2 separate regions of the Mus musculus genome follow, and region 1 is linked to region 2. The links are chromatin contacts, called in public HiChIP or PLAC-seq maps. All regions are on one chromosome and are shown on one strand. Each heading gives the region's core, a stretch centred on a gene start, on an enhancer-like site or on the middle of the called end of the contact. The rest is flanking DNA. Distances are from core to core; before and after follow the strand shown. Region 1 overlaps Atxn1 (ataxin 1). Region 2 overlaps Atxn1 (ataxin 1).

Region 1 (5,774 bases), core at 1,918-4,417, 74 kb after region 2:
CATACACACACTCCTTATTTGTTGGTATATATATATATATATATATATATATAAATACTCCAGGAAACATTTATGCAAACTTCTTAGAAATAAGGGAGAATTCTACTATGGAATGCAAGCCATTGATTGTCCTGTTTTTCAAAGTCTTTCTACTACAGAGCCTGAGTTCCTGCAAGGTGTGTGTGTGTGTGTGTGTGTGTGTGTGTGTGTGTGTGTGTGTGTGTGTGTAGTGGGAGCAGGAATTATTTCCAGAGGCAATGACATATGGTATTATCATCTTGGCTCTTGCTTTAAGAATCTCCAGACATTTACACGCTATAAAAAATGATGGTTATCATCTTTTTTTCAAACAACCTTCCTTGGATAGTTAAAACGAGTTCAATTTCATACAGTCAGCATGCATGTAAGTTCATACTATAAATCAAGCCCAAGAAGTGAGCTGCAATTATTATTTAATCCTAAAGAAAAGAATGAAGAGACCGAACGCAAACACCATCTTTCATAGATAAAATAGAGTTGTGTTATTTATGACCCCTGCAGCTGAGTCTTTTACTTAGATGTCGAGCAAACTGCACTGCGTAGGCTAAATTTCCTTAAGCTTTTCTGGACAAATTCCCTGCATTCAACAGAAGAAGTTCCAATGTTTAGTCACAAAAGAATCTCTCCAAAGCATTAAGATAATTACACAATTTTAACTTCTAAGTGTATATATATATATTTAAATTAATAACAGTGTACGGCCTTCCTTAGAAGGAAATTTGAATTACAAAGAATCTCTGACTTTTCAAAATTCCTGAACCCAAAAGCCATTTTAAAAAAACCCATGAGCCAAGTAGCTTCACTAAATATTTATCACGGGATAACGTTTCTACCATCCGAAAGCTGCTGGCAACGGTTCAAACTCAAGTTCCTGACCTTTTTTTTAAAAAAAAAAAAAAAAAAAAAAAACTCTCATGTTTCTCCGCATCAAACCAAAGCATGTCGGTTCTAGTGCGGCTCATGAAAGAGCCTCTGAGGGCAGCTCAAAGGAACCTCAAGCACAATGACTTCATACTCAAAAGAGTCTTCTCATGGTAACAGCATTTAAGTCCGTGAGTCACAAGGCTCAGTCTGAGGTTTTGCTCCATCAGCTCCTCCAGGCAGGTGAGCTAAGGGCTCTACTGTCTTAAGTGCAGTGAGGCAGTTTGTCTAAATATGGACAGACTTCATGAGAAGCTGAAATGGGGGCGGTGACTATGCCCAATTCCTCAGTATAAACTGAAAGAAAAAAAATCATGAAGTCTCAGAGCCCCGCTGCCGTGTGTGTGTGTGTGTGTGTGTGTGTGTGTGTGTGTGAGAGAGAGAGAGAGAGAGAGAGAGAGAGAGAGAGAGAGAGAGAGAAATAGAAAGTGTGTGTGGTGTGTGTGCATGTGTGTATGAGAGTGTGTGTGTGGTGTGTGTGTAAGAGGGAGAGAGAGAGAGTATGTGGTGTATGTGTGTGGTGTGTGTGTATGTGAGTGTGTGTGTGGTGTGTCTGTAAGAGGGAGAGAGAGTGTGTGTGGTGTGAGTGTGTGAATGAGTGTATAGTCTGTGTGTGTGGTATGTGTGTTTGAGTGTGTATGAGTGAGTGTGTGGTATGTGTGTTTGAGTGTGCATGAGTGTGTGTGAGTGTATGTGTGTGTATGTGTACTGTGTGTTTGAGTGTGTATGGTGTGTGTGTGTGTATGTGAGTGTGTGTGTGGTGTGTGCGTAAGAGGGAGAAAGAGAGTATGTGGTGTGAGTGTGTGAGTGAGTGTATAGTATGTGTGTGTGGTATGTGTGTTTAAGTGTGTGAGTGTGTGTGAGTGTATGTGTGTATATGTGCACTGTGTGTTTGAGTGTGTATGAGTATCTGTGTGTGTGTGTGTGTGTGTGTGCACATGCATGCATGCTCAGGTGCACAGAGGAACCAGGGATCATTTTCTGTCCGTTACATTGCTCTGCACTCTTGTACTTATTTTTAAAAGGCAGGATCTCTCACTGACCCTCAAGTTCTGATTCAGATAGACTGACTAGCCCTGAACCCCTAGGAATTCTCCTGTCTCTGCTTCCTCGGAAGTGGAATTGTAGGTGCACACTGCCAAGTTTTGTTTTGTTTTGTTTTGTTTTGGTTTGGTTTGGTTTGGTTTGGTTTGGTTTTAAACAAGAAGTTGAAGGAGCCAAACTCGGGTCCTCATGCCTGTATGGCAGGCACTTTACTGACTGAGCCCCGTTTCCAGCCCTGTAGATGCCCTTAACCAGTGGAACCATTAGGACCATGGGCTTACTTCCAAGATTGCACAGTAGGAAGCAGTGACACCTTTTGTGACCGTGGTCTCTCATCATATCCATTCCCCAGAGACAGCACACTCGACTAGAACAAGCAACCCCTTGAACAGAGCAAAAAAACAGGGGGCTCTCTGTACACAACCTTCCGGCTTACAGATTTCCACAGGACACCCATCCAGACCCCGGCCATATGCAGACATCAGAGCCAACCATTCAGACACCAGCCTTACGTAGACTCCAGGGTTTGAAGGGACAGCAATCAGTCACAGAGCTGTGGGGATCCCACCAAGGCCTCTCCTTGTTGTTAGTCCCTGTGTCCCCAGAGAAACATCAAAATAGCCAAAAGTCCACACTAACATGAGATTCTCAAAGAAACAAGACACCTTATTTTAATGTCATACTTGCTACTTACATTATGGTCCACTTGAAGACAGTTGGATCAGATAAACAGCCAAGAAAGCAAGAGTCTATCGATGTAGTTTTATAACGAGATCACTTGAAACATGGCTATGAGAAAAAAACGTGATTCTCCTTTCTCTCCCCATCCCATTCTCTCTCTGTCCGTTGATTGGTTTACTTTACTTGGATCTATTGGTCTCAGACTCCTCCACAGCCTTCCCAAGTCTGTGAGCTGTTGACTGGGGCTTCCCCAACTGTTGTTTATTATTCTAGTTACTACACGAGGAGTGTGATTGTTAATGTGTTACTGTGAGCTTCTAAAGGAGTCAAAACAGCCAAAGAAAAGCTTGAACTATACACAGAAAAAAAAAAAAAAAAGGCTAGAAAAATGCCTCAACAACATGGGAAATGACTCACCGCTAAAGAGATGGAGGCTCAGGAAACCGCTTTCCCGTTCAAGTCGGGGCAAATATGTACAGATGAAAGCAGCCCCAAAGCAGCTCAATCTAGTTTGCATCAGAAGCCAGATTTCGACAGTCACCTTGTTTGAAATAGTCTCAGAAATGGTTTTCAAGTTTTTCTCCCTTTCTGGGGTTGCTGAGATCAGTCGTGACTTGCACTTGTAAGCACTTAGCTAGAACCTACTGCCTCCTTCTCTCCTACAACAGCATCTATACCCAGGTATGAGAAGGCATCTTCCCCACAAGGCTGACTCTTATTTGTTCCATTCCTCCCTGCTGAGTTTAACAGAAAAGGCGCTAGCAGAACATTTAAGTTAAACGTAAGCATTCCTATACAGAAGGACTCAATAAATACGGGCATTTTCAATTTCCTCCAAGCCAAGAACGCGAGAACACCAGCACATGGTGGGAATGACTGGCAAAAGAAGCAAGCTCCTATCTCTCCGCATGCCCCATTCCAAGGTCCCCTCTGCTCGGAGTTAGGCTTCTGTTGCTGTGATAAAAAACAAAAAACAAACAAACAAACAAAAAACACCCGACCAGAGCAACAGGGAAGAAAGGGTTGATTTGGCTTACACTTCCATGTCAGGAGCTCAAGGAAGAAACCTGGAGGCAGATACTGAAGCAGAGACAGTATAGGAATTTTGCTTACTTGCTTGCTTCCTCTGGCTTGTTTAGCTCCACCTCTTGTACTGCTTAGACCCTCCCACCTAGGGATGGCCCTGCCCACAGGGGGGGATGGGCCATCCTACACCAGTTAGCAATTAAGGAAATGCTCCTCACATACACATGTGGGCCAATCTATGGAGGCAATTTCTCAACTGGGGTTCCGTCTTCCCAGGTAACTAGATTATGATGTTGCTAAAAACTAAGCATCACAGCCTCCTTAAAACGCAGACATGACAGGCGTACATGTGACCTTCTGGACACATGTAGAGTTTCGTATTAAGCTGAAGCCTGAGGATGGAGCATCGCTTACTCTTGACTGTTAAAAAGTTAGGGAGAAAAAAAAAAATCACAATTAAATCCACTGATACTGAAAGCTCTTGATAACGAATATCTTAATGGCGCTGAGGCAACGTGTGTGCCTGTGCGTTAACGTGTGGGGGTGCACACGTATATTTGTGTGCACACAGGTGTAGAGAGGCCGTACATCGCCCTCAGATGTCCTCCTCAATCGCCTCCCCCTTAATTTCTGAACCAAGGCCTCTCACGGAACCTGGCACTAGGCAGGTCAGTCAAAGGCTTCCAGAAAGCTGCCTGTATCCTCGTCTCTAGTGCTAAACTGAGACTGTAGGCACATGCCTCCATGCCTAACCGTTAAGTGGGTGCTGGGGAAATCAAAGCCTGGTCCTTACGCTTAAATGGCAGGCACTATACCCACTGCATTATTTCCCTCCGTCATCGTTTTTAAAAAGCAAACTGATAGGACGTCTGTGTGCGTCACAGAATCACTTCATAGCAGAGTTCCATGTCGGATGGGTTTCCCCGGAGTTCAAGCCATGTCGAGTGTAATTAGACCCTTTCTTTTTGGTCCAGACTGATAAATATTATGAATACCTTTTCTTTCCAGAAAACAAGAATAGAATTAAAATCATAGTGACTTATTATTAAGACTCCTCCTCAATTACAAAGTCACCGCGCTGATGTACAAAGATGCTATAGACATGGCTGAGTCTGCCCCCCACCCCCTGCCCCCTGCCGCCCCAGGCCCCAGAAAATTAAGTAAATTATACTCAGTAAGTTCAGAATCCTTCATAATTGTTTAAAATTTCCATTTACCACAATAAAAGAGCAATTAACTTGGGGTTCAATGATAGTTATATATAATTATATTGTAAGAGGTATAAACGAAATACATAAATAATTCCAAGGTGTGATGTGTGCTGAAAGGATCAGCCACCATTTCTTTAAGTCTACATAACATTTTTAAAAAATGATAATGTTGGTTCAGTAAATAGCCTTCAAAAATATAGAGAAGAAAACAACTTCAAATTGTGAAGTTTTAAGAACCGTACTTTTTCAGTGTGTGTGTGTATGTGAGAGAGGGGGGTGATGGGAGGGGGAAGAGGAGAGGGAGAGAGAGAGAGAGAGAGAGGGAGAGAGAGAGAGAGAGAGAGAGAGAGAGAGAGAGAGAGAGGTGGATTTCTCTGGAGCTGGACTTACAGGCAGGTGTGAGAGGCTTCTTGGGGCTGCAGGGGACCGAACTAGAGCCCTCTGCAAGAAGCAGCAAGCTCTCTTAACCTCCGAGGCTTCTTTCCAGCCCCCAATAAGAAAAATAGTATTAAGTATTTACTGAAAGCTTTCAACATGATCAACGAATAACACAATGAACAAACTGAAAGAACCCGTGTAATTATTTCACATAGTCCTATATTAGAACATAGACTATGGTATATGAAGAGACTCGAAAATGCTTTTAAAAGCATATGTGTGTGTGTACTTAATATTTATTTTCATGTGCTAGTATTTCTACTGCATCTTAGCAGATCATTTTCAGACAATGACTAGTATAAATATTGACGAGAACAAGAATTCAAGGTACGAAAGTGTTAAACAAGTTTTTTTGTCCAATCAAAGTAAAAAATGCACCCATTCTCAGAGCATTCCCTCCATTTATCACATAAA
Region 2 (5,497 bases), core at 2,330-4,829:
TTCTAAGGATGCCTGTTGTAAGAGCAGTGAGCATACTGGCTCTTGTTTTGTCTTTTGACATTGGCCTTAAACTCACTATGAAAGTCCAGGCTAGTTTCAAACTCATGGTAATCCTCTTGGCCTTAGCCTTCTAAATGCTGGCATTATAGGTATGTTTGGCTACCAGTGGATCTTTTGCTACTGATACCAGCTTTCCCAAAGAAGTACCTATGATGAGCTCTGCTTGGAAATTGGACAAATATCAAGGCTGTTTTGTGGCAAATGACCTGAGCCATATGGGTACTAACTGGGCAGGTGCTCTGCTTATAAGATTGGCTTTTCTTTTGCCCACATATAAAGAAATGTGGCTTCTAAGAAGGAAATATTCCATGTACCATTAAAGACCTCCAACTCAGGCATGCTAGCTAGCTATGGTAGTGCCCATCTACAGTTCTGTCACTTGGGAGTCAGATGTAGATGGGTAAGTCTGAGGCCAGCAAGGTCTACACAATGAGTTCTAGGCCACCCACTGCTGGCTACACACAGTCAGACCTTTTCTCAAATCATCTGATAGGAGAATAAAACCCCACAGTTTACATTTTCTTTAATTGGTGATTCTTCTACCTGAGAGCCTTTTAAGAAAAGCTTAAGTGTATGTATGCAAACAACTTTACATTTTGTCCTACAGAGGGCAACCAGGGCACTTCTCTTCTGCATCAGAGCTCTCACACCTACGCCCACTGGAATGAAAAAAGCCACTCAGAGAAGTCCAGACAGGGCTCCATGAAATTCACACTCAGAGTCTCATCTGCCATTAGTCTTGCTTTGGGAGCCCATGCCCATTTGCCCATACTTAGAGAATAAGAGGAGAATCTATCCTGTTTCGCCTTTTCCCTTTCTAATCTCCTAGACTGAATGAAAGGTCAGAACGGTGTATCTCCGTGGCAAAATACCTGTTTAACGTGTGCACCATCCCTGACTCTATCCCAGCACCAAAACTAAAGCTGTAATGGGACACCTGGGAGTGTATACTTTTACAACATCATACTTGAGTGCATCTTCTCACACAAACTGAATCCATGAACAGCCTGCCTTCTGCAGGCAAAACTGTGGCCATGTAATAGGTGAAGAAAAGAAAAGATTGTTTAACAGAAAAAATTTAAACTTGATCTTAACTAGACAGCCCAGACAATCTCTGTCTCAGTCTCCTAGACACTGGGATTATGGGTCTGTTGCACAACACCAGCATTGAAAACCAATGAGATGCATTTAGTAAATGATGATATCGTGAGATGTACCTTTGCTCGTTGTCTCCTTTTCCTGGCTTACAACATTTAAAACTCTTAGACATAATCAATGTCCTTTGATACAGGAATTAATTGATTTGATGTCCACACAGCTTCAATATGGGAAACACCAAGGTTAGATATTTAGCCCACTTCCCAATCTCAGAGGAGCTGAGTACTAAGCTGATCTTCTGTGGCCAATGAGGTTAGAAGAATGCTTATACAGTGAGGCTTCCATAAAAACTCGAAGGGCAGAGTTTGAGGAAGATACCGTAGGTTAGCCCACCCAGAGGAGGATACTGTAGGTTAGCCCACCCAGAGAATGCTGAGACTCTGCGCCGTCCCCCCTCCCTCCCTCCCTCCCTCCCTCCCTCTCTCCCTCCCTCCTTCCCTCCCTCCCTCCCCACACAGCTCTTCACTCTAACATCCACCCTCTTCTTTGCAATGCCATTTATAACATGACAGTACAATTCAGCAGTGGTACACAGAAGTGTTATTACAGTAAAGAAAAGTATTTCCTAGAAATCTGTGACTCAATCTAGCAAACTCATTCAAACCCAGGGAGATGGTGCAAGGAACCCTGCTTTATGTCTGGTGGGCCAGGAGCCCTTGTGTGAAACAACCTAACTTGTGACTTAGGCAGTGCCGCAGGACTGATCCCATCTGACGCCATTGGAGTAGGTTGTTTTGCATGTATACATGTTCACAGATGTGTTCAGCCTCAGAACAGATAGTAGGAGAAACCAAGTCTACTTATCTCAATAGCCAGTCAGCAATGGTTATCTATCTTAACAGATTCGCCCATCACAATGTACCCCCACACACATACACACACCAGATATTCATAGAACAAAGAGGGCATTATAAGTTCTTCTGTTATACTCATCCACCAGGGCTGCATACAAACCACTGAGGAGTTCTGCCAGAAGCATAGATAGACACCACAGATTTCTTTGGAATCAAGCAAAGGTGGTTGACTGCCCCCAGGGTTCCAGGATGGGTAGCAAAGCATAAGGAAGAAAGAAGAGCCAAATGTCACCATCGTAATCTGTTAACATCAGACTTGAACCCAGACTCTGCCATTGCCACCGTGGGGCCACTGGGGCTTAACATCGTCTCTTTCCATAACAGGATGGCTCTCCTACCATGCACACTGACCACCTGAAAGTCCTAACAGCTGAAGGAGATAACACCTCAGCATCAAGTGCTGAGGGCAGCTGATATGGCCTTGGGAGTTGGCGGCTCTTTTGTGGCTCCTCCAGCTGCCTAGCACAGAGCAGATGTGCCCTGATACCAGACCCCAGAAGGATCTGCTGCTGTTACAAGGGACAGAAGAAAGAGACATAAGTGTTTTCCAAGAGCCTCTGGCCTGGGGTAGAGGGTGCTTTGTGAGTTTAGTTGGAACTGGGTTTCTGAGAGCTTATATATACTGACTTCCTATTCCCCAAAAGGCGGATAGGATCCCTCAATTTTTGTCATTAAAAACTGATAAATCAAAAGGTAAATGTGACTCTCATGGTGAATGTTGCTTAGATCAATAAGGGAGCATTGCATTGGGATCTTCATTGTACTCAGACCTGAAGCTGGACAAGGGGAATATTCATATTAGTCTCTAGACACTTGTTTGAAACCCCAGTAGGCAGAGAGTTTAGGTGGAGCAAGCCATGCGAGCTTCCCCATCCCCCCACCCCCACCCCCAGAAATTCTGATTCCTTCAGCCTGGTGTCACTGTGTCTTTGACTTTAATAACCACATCCTGGTGAGTCAGATGCAGGAGATCCTGAGATGAGACCACCATTGAGAAACACTGGACTGTGACATGGGTCCTGTCCTACAGCAGGCTGCAACCTAAATGGGGTACCAGAAAACACACAGGTCTAGGTAGTGCCCGAGGGTCACAGGCATTCATCAAAAGGGTTTCCGTAGTTGTCTGAGAACTCAGGCAGAACTTATAAATGAGAGCCTGGGTTCTGGAGGGCAAGCCTGGTCCATAGGTAACCCCGAGCAAATGTCTTCAGCAGGTTTGTGATTCATGATGGCCCACTGTACACAGTAGACATATAGGGGGCAGAGATAGGGGCTAGGATAGGAACCAGACAGGAAGGACACTCTCCCCAGGGACAGTCATAACCTGGTTTCTCCAAATCACACCCAGTCTACAGTGCCACTCTGCAGAACTCATGCGGTTTCCTGCTCCTTATCATTTAACATTTTGCTAGAGAGAGAAAATGCTGTTATGAAACCCAAATAATGTGCCACTCTGAGGCAGACAGCCAGCTGCTAACAAGAATGACATGTGACCATCATTCTAACTGCTGCTCACAGCTCAGCTTTCAGGAAGGAGATGTTTAGTTAGAAAGAAAAACCAGAACCTCCTTCTCAATGGACAACAAAGATTTGAGGCTCCATGGAGTGAAAGGGCTTCTACTCAGACAGTCTGTCACACAGTGATAAAAATCTGGGACCTCAATAGAAAGAGAGAGAGAAAAAAAAGAAGGACAAGAATTTAGAAGACCCTTGCTTTGTTTATTTTAATAGAAAATTCATGAAACACTCCCTTATTAATGTCACAAGGGAATTAAATTATTAACCACCAAGTCTGAAAGTCCTGCTTCGCCGAAAGACAATAGAGATGAGTCCCTTGGGGACTGGACCTTCTCTTCTACACTTGCACATAGGCTGACCTCCCTAACTCCCTGCAAATGATAGTTTGCCCCAGGCACACAATGAATTCCACCAGGGAGAATGGGAGACCACGGTTACATAACTGTACCAGAAGACATGGAGTTTTCAATCTGCAGGAGGCCAGGGAGATCAATAGGGTCCATGCACTTTTACAGGCCAGTCATAGCAAGTACTATGCTCTCCCAATGCCCTCCACCATAGGTGGAGACAAGCTCCGATCTGAGGATTGCTTCCAGGAATAAAGCCAAAAAGACATCCCGAGGAACCTATATTGTTTTAGTATATAGTTTGTATCTTTTAAAAATATGTATTTAAAGCTTGGAATTTTTAGACTGTAACTCGGGCCAAGGTTGTCACTCAGGGGACCAAGAACACCAATAAACAGAATGACCAAAGTCTACATTCTACGGCCAGGATGGTCGCTATATTTCACAACAACATATTATAAATTTTAGAGGAAAATGGAAGGGAGAACCAAAAGGTTGCCAACATGAGAACAGACCAAAAGTTATGAAGAAAATTCTAACTACCCTGATCACAAATCACACACTGTATACTTCTTTCAACTGACCACACTGTACCCCACGTTTACAAGTTACACAGGAAGCACTTGTTGAATGCGGTCTGGAAACTACTGATGATAGCTCTCTACCTTGCCTGCTCCAGTGCTGCTTACAGTATTGTATTAGGGTATCACCAGATAAGTAGACCTCCTCTGTATGACTCATTAATCCCTTATGAGTTTGGCTAAAATAGGACCTACAGACCACACACATTATTTATTGTTTGTGTGTAGAGTTGGGTGGTCACCTGCATTTTTGTTGTTGCTATTATTTGTTTGGTTGGTTTGATGTTTGTTTGTTTTTTTCATTTTCCCTACCTACAAGGGTCTTACCCTGAAGTCTTATTGCTTGAGCTATGGAGGAAAAAATAGCTATGCATCTTACTCACTCAAATATCCTAGCACATATGTAAATACTCCACAAGAAATCTAAATAAATGCAAATACCAACCCCGAAGGGATGACTTACCCCAAACCATTCCTGCTTCAAGCTCATCCGTGCAGGCTGAAGTCCACTCTGTTTTTCTCAGGGTCTACTGTAACCCTACTGTAGCTGTTTCAACACAGATCCTTTCATTCTGTTCCAGGATGCTGCAATCTAACAAAACCAAACAGCAAGTCAGAGTGGAAAATGCCACTTCAAGCAGTTGGTGATGATGCAGGGGAAATCCCTGGGTGTTCTCAATGTCTATCTTATATGTCAAACAAGCTTGTCAGCCACCTGAACAAAGCTATCACACATCCTCTCTACAGTGGTACCCTAAAATACTGGAAAGAAAGAGAGAGAGAGAGAGAGAGAGAGAGAGAGAGAGAAGAAGAAGAGGAGGAGGAGGAGGAGGAGGAGGAGGAGGAGGAGGAGGAGGAGGAGGAGGAGGAGGAGGAGGAGGAGGAGAGGAGAGGAGAGGAGAGGAGAGGAGAGAGCGAGAGAGAGAAAGAAAGACAGACAGACAGACAGAAAGAAAGAAAGAAAGAAAGAAAGAAAGAA

What was found. HiChIP or PLAC-seq counts read pairs in DNA pulled down with a chosen protein or histone mark.
Region 1: a BATF HiChIP or PLAC-seq map of CD8 T cells shows a contact between it and region 2, with 28 read pairs. The contact joins two enhancer-like sites. A contact is called at or near these places in 3 of 15 datasets of contacts at CTCF or cohesin (CD8 T cells, the G1E-ER4 cell line and the NIH/3T3 cell line), 34 of 484 Hi-C or Micro-C datasets (CD4 T cells, CD8 T cells, DN3 thymocytes and 19 more), 14 of 115 datasets of contacts at active chromatin or transcription factors (CD8 T cells, DN3 thymocytes, bone marrow-derived dendritic cells and 9 more) and 1 of 9 other capture datasets (embryonic stem cells).

What each region holds. Positions count from the first base shown.
Region 1 is chr13:45,921,629-45,927,402 of GRCm38.p6, forward strand. All of the region lies in intron 2 of Atxn1 (ataxin 1), which reads right to left. Among named protein-coding and RNA genes, the nearest start is that of Atxn1, 40 kb to the right of the region's middle. Within about 2 kb of position 3,168, at least 79 of the 459 cell types and tissues checked have an H3K27ac peak or open chromatin away from gene starts, as enhancers often do. A contact at or near this core is called in CD8 T cells, DN3 thymocytes, Th1 cells and 8 more, where this site is marked.
Region 2 is chr13:45,847,347-45,852,843 of GRCm38.p6, forward strand. It overlaps Atxn1 (ataxin 1), which reads right to left. Exons shown (of 8, transcript NM_009124.6): 3 at 4,982-5,110. Among named protein-coding and RNA genes, the nearest start is that of Atxn1, 110 kb to the right of the region's middle. Within about 2 kb of position 3,580, at least 85 of the 459 cell types and tissues checked have an H3K27ac peak or open chromatin away from gene starts, as enhancers often do. A contact at or near this core is called in CD8 T cells, DN3 thymocytes, Th1 cells and 8 more, where this site is marked.